Regions from separate parts of the Anser cygnoides genome. Here region 2 is linked to region 1. Evidence: chromatin contacts called from public Hi-C data. All regions are on one chromosome and are shown on one strand. The core of a region is the stretch at or near the end of the contact, and the rest is flanking DNA. Distances in the headings are between cores, read along the strand shown. Region 1 overlaps AFTPH (aftiphilin). Region 2 holds the start of RAB1A (RAB1A, member RAS oncogene family).

Region 1 (2,527 bases), core at 16-2,515:
AAGGGAAATATAAACAACCCTTCAAGCAGCTTTTCAGATCCTCTGCTTATCAGAGAGCCTGTGTGCCGAAGCTCGACCTCTTCAGATTAATCAGAGTGGATGATGTACAGCTCCTGAGCTGCAAGTGTGCATCAAGACAAAGAAAACCCTGCATCACTGTCATGTTGAGAGCACTTCTTGGGCAATGAATGAATAGTCATCCTCTTGGAAAAAACGTAGCTACGGCCATAAAGACTTCAGACTCCCTGTTCACTAAGATAAATTAGGGTACTGTTGGCTAAATTAAGTTCAGACAGTTGGGTAACAACTTGCAGTATAAACTTATCTGTCTGGAAAGGCTTTTTTATGTTCATAGCATAGTTTTTAAGGATGTTCAGCTGAATAACAGACCAAAACAGACCATTAAAAGTATCTCATAATTGCTGTAATTCAGAACAGGCTGGCTAAGGGGATCTTACAACAGAAAATAGCTTGGGAGGAAGAACTGGTGTAGCATTTCTGTTCATATGCCACAGTCTTTTAAAAGTTATTTTCCATCTTGTACACGTAAGTTTTGTCTACCATACTTCCTCTCAGAGCCTGGCTGAAAAATCAGTACACCACCGCTAGATAATAATAGCATGACTGAAATGGGAAGTAAGTTTTATGTGGTCTAGTGAGGTAACTATTAAACTTCATTTTACCTGCATGGAAGACACAAGATTTGATACTCTCCAGCTGAGGGAGAATAAATGGATGAGCCTTCCAGCCAAAGAAGGGAGACAGCTTCACATTTCTACACTTAACTTGCCTGTGGTTTATAACTCTCTTGCATCAAGCAATAAAAGACACCACTTGATTGCATAACTAAATAGCATCCTTGCTGCCTTGTAACTCTTGGTTTAGGACCATTGTTTCCATTATAAAATATCCGCAGAAATAAATGCGGATAAATAAGAATGAAACACTTTTTTTTTTTTCCCCAACCTCTAAGAAATTTATGGCGCTGTGTTAAAATGAACTTCTTTTTAAGAGGAGAATGGGGAGAAGAAACACGCTGGGATCGTGAGAAGTGAAGCTGGTGTTCTATGCTAGCTTTGCTTCTCCTCTTGGCTCGGTTGTTGTGCCTGCAGCGCTTCTCCCATTGCTTGGCGAAGGTGCTCTGTTTGCTAAGCACAGCCTGCACATTGGAGAAATAAATGTTGCTATGTGGAAGACCAAGTGGTTTTTAATTTAAGCAGTTGCAGTCCGTAAACTGTTCCAAATTAAAAAACTGCCCCTATGTAACTGGGAACTTAGTGGTTTGGTTGTTTATGTGTGCTTAGTTAACTGTTCATGTCTGTTTCTTAGTGCTTGAGCCCAGAAGACCTCGAGACCCTCTGAAGTTGGTGGGTTTGGATCCTTTGGTGATTTGTAGCCGTTAAAGTGGTGGAGCTAAAAAAATGGATTTTAACTGTGTGGTCCTGTAGGTTAGCTCTTAAAAAGGTGATGAAGTTACGGAAGTATACAGTGAGTTAGTTACACAGCGGCGAATGTGTTGATGAAAATATTGTTTGGGTATTACAAAACACAGCAAAGGGAGTTTCTCACTAAATGTCTACATAATATTGAAATGGCCGTAAATTCTTGTAAGAGGCCCTCTCAGAACAGTGGGTGTGTAATATCAAATAAGATCTCTCTGGTTAATCAGTTTCTTTTCTTGGCTTCTGGCCCCTGATCTTTGATCTGCCTTTTTTTTTTTTTTTTGAGAGAGCCTTCACCGAACTTCTGCATTCTGGAGGCTGGTCATGCCTCTATCATTTCAGTCCATCTGTAAATTATACTTTTAGCATTCCTTCAAATGCCCATTTCTGTCTCCTTTCTTATGTTCTTCTGCCAGATAAATGTGGAATATCTCATTTTTCTGACTAATGTACTGCAACTTTTACACTGTTTTTATTTATTCTTAGGTCTCCTGGTTGTGCGTTCAGTAGACACAAACAGCCCAGAGCCTGAGAGTTTCTTCCTCTGTATCCTCTTTTCCCCTGTAGCAGGAGAAGGGGGCTGAAGGGATGCTCCACTTCTCACCCTCCCCCTTCAGGGGACAGCAGGCTGCCCTGGACTTCGAGCAAGAGCCAGGTGGGGTAAAGGAGGGGTTGTGCTGAGAAATGGGGCTGCCTCCTCCAGTGGAGAGAGGGGAGGCAGGAGGCACAAAGCGCCGCTCTGCTCCATAGCTTACGGCATGGGGGTCGCTCACTGGATGAGCTGTCGTGTGCTGATGTGTGACTGGCACCACAGACAGAAGCAAGACATCTTTTTTTTTTTTTTACCCCCTGTGCACAGAGTTCCCTGAAACTTCACCCAGGGAAGCATTATAGTAGTTCAGTGGTGAAAGCTTCAATTCACATGGACCTTTTATGTAGTGTAGCCCAAAAATATTGTCTTTATGGCAAGCTTCAGCACCTCTTTTTTTCACAGCTCTGAAGAGCAACAGTGACCCGTCTCTGCTGAGTTCATGTGCAGACAGCTGGGGTGGATTTAGCGTGGCCAAGTAGAGTCCAGGATAGTG
Region 2 (2,527 bases), core at 20-2,519, 240 kb after region 1:
TCGCCTTCTATTCCTGCTCACTCTCCAGGTGAATTTAATGGGCACAGAGTGCCTGCAGTCACACTGCCATACACAGGGAGCATAAAAGCCGTGACCATGCACACCAGCAGCCACAGCTGCGTGGGAAGACAAGGTCTGAGGACAAAAGTTGGTTGAGTGTCACCCATAAAGTGATGGTGGGATCTAGAGCAGTAATGTCATACCACACATGGGGCTCAAGAGCAAAACCACTTCAGTTGCATTAGAGGGCACGGCAGCTTTGTCATCCCAAACCGGAGTGCCAGCACAGATGAAAGAATCCTAAAACCACTCTTTGGCACTGAAGTAGTGACAGTAAAGTGGCTGGCTTTAAAGCGTGATTTAAATGAATCCCGAGTCCCTCAAAAAAAAGATGAGGGAGCTGAGGTTTGGTGTCCCCAACACCCTGGTGGGCATGCCGCTGCTCTTACTGCTGCCAGGCCCCGGACAACCACTGCCCAGAGCCCTCAGCCATCCCCACTGCCGAGGACAAGGCCACCCTCGCACCACGACCCTCCAGAGAAAACCACAGCCCCGCGCCATCACCAGGCTCTCCAGGCAGCTCCTGTTTCGGCTGAGGCCAACCCCGAAGATCACTTGCTCCATGACCCAGCCGGAGCGTTGCAAAACCCACGGAGGCCCCGAGTGTTTTGCAAGCGCCATGTGACACACACATGACTCGCAGCCGGAGCGGGGCAGGGCGGACCTCCGCCTGCCCAGCCTGCCAGCGGGCCGGGGCGCGCAGCCCCCGCGGAGAGGGGCTGTTTCTCCCGGCTGCCCCCCCCCGCCGCTCCCCCCAGGCGGGGCTCACCGGGGGGGCAGCCCCGGGGCAGGGCGAGGCGCCCACACCCTTCGGGTCCCCCCCAGGAGGGCGGCACCGGGGGGGGCACCCGGGGGCTCTCCCCACCGCCAAGGCCCGGGGGGCCTCCCCCCGGCTCCGCTGTGCCCCCCAGCCCCCCGGCCCCGTCGCCCTTACCCCCCCCGCCCCGCACTCACTACTCGGGGTTCATGCTGGACATGTCCGTGGGGCCCGCGGCCCGAGGGACGGCGTAGGGCGCTGCGAGGGGAGGGCGCTGGCGGCCTGGCACCTGCCGCCGCCCAGGCGGGCGCTCCGCGGATGCAGGGGGTGCGAGGGCTGCCGCCTGCGCCCGGCTCGGCTCGGCCCGGCCTGCCCCCTCCGCCCGGCCCCGCTCCGCTCCGCGGCCTCCGCGCTCGCTCCTCAGCCCAAAATGGCCGCCGCTGCCCGACCAGGAAACGGGGCGGCCGCTCGACCAGCAGCGCTTACATGGCCGGGGGGAGGCGGCGGGGCATGCCGGGAAACCGAGTCCGCGCCACGCCCGCCGCCCCGCGCCCGCGGCCGGCCGCGCCCCGCTCTGCGGGACTCGCTCTCCCGGCGGCCCCCGCGGCGGCGGCGGCGCATGCGCGTCGGCCGGCCTTTCTTCCCTCGGCCCCGTCGGCTCGGCGCGGCAGTGGGCGCAGCGGATTGGCCGGGGAGGGGCCGGCCGGGGGTGACGTCAGCGGGCAGACGTGGCAGCCCGGGCGAGTCGCGGGGCGGGCGGAGGGGGCGGGGCTTAAGCGCCGAGGGGCGGGGCCAGCGCCCTCCCCACCCGGCCGGGCCCGGGCACGGCCGCGGCCTGGGCCTGGGGACTCGGCTCTGAGGGGCGCGGAGCCCGCAAGGCCTCGCTGCCGGCCCGGCTGTGCCGTGCCTGGCGGGGCCAGCTGCCTGCACGCCGAAATAAATTAAAAAAAAAAATGACATCACCTCACGAAATCACCTCATGAAATCACCTCATGAAATCATACTCTGCGCCCCCCCCAGTAATAAGGATCAGTCCCTTTCCACACAACAACCATTACATCTGTTATCTAAAGCGGTTTCCAAGCATTATTCAGTCACATACCGTCCTTCGGGTGCATTAAACACTACTACACTCGTTTTCCTCCTAGGAAGCAAAGGGATGGCGACCCTGTCATACTCCTGATACCTCCAAGCAAAAGTCTCATTAAACCTAGAAGAACTCAGAATTTAGGAGCTTAGTTTTCTAGTTTTCACTTAAATTCCTACTAACCATCAAGTTGTGTCACTGGTATTTTCGGTTGCTTACGCTTTCAAGTGTATTCCTAACAAAGTCCTGCCCTTTCAAACGCCATCAGAAGGAGCACGTCACTGAAATACTGTACGTCGTCGTTCTAGAATCGTACACAGGGGACTGCTAAACCTTACACGTCTTAACAGCTCCTGGTAATCAGCTCAGGAATTTAAATCCCCACTAAACACATATTATCTGATGTTATTTCATTACAAAGGGCATAGTGTAACATATTGACCAAAGTTTATCTTCCAGCCGGCTCAAAGGATGGGAGAAAGAGTCCGCAAGAAGACTACCACGTCACCGAAACATCCTAGGCAGGCAAAGAAGTGTGTGTAGTGCTTATGTCATCTTCACGTGGCAAGCTGAAAAGTGTTACTGCAGCAATCCAGATATTAATCTGTTCACAAACTGACTTC

What was found. A called contact is a pair of places that touch in the nucleus more often than the background predicts.
Region 2: a contact with region 1 is called in a Hi-C map of liver, with 5 times the contacts expected there. The contact joins the promoter of RAB1A here to the enhancer-like site in region 1. A contact is called at or near these places in 2 of 7 Hi-C or Micro-C datasets (both in liver).

The regions. Positions count from the first base shown.
Region 1 is chr3:606,341-608,867 of Taihu_goose_T2T_genome, forward strand. All of the region lies in intron 3 of AFTPH (aftiphilin), which reads left to right. Among named protein-coding and RNA genes, the nearest start is that of AFTPH, 19 kb to the left of the region's middle. Within about 2 kb of position 1,266, at least 1 of the 3 cell types and tissues checked has open chromatin away from gene starts, as enhancers often do. A contact at or near this core is called in liver, where this site is marked.
Region 2 is chr3:847,641-850,167 of Taihu_goose_T2T_genome, forward strand. It overlaps RAB1A (RAB1A, member RAS oncogene family), which reads right to left and starts at 1,270. Exons shown (of 6, transcript XM_048060753.2): 1 at 1,015-1,270. The coding sequence starts at 1,037.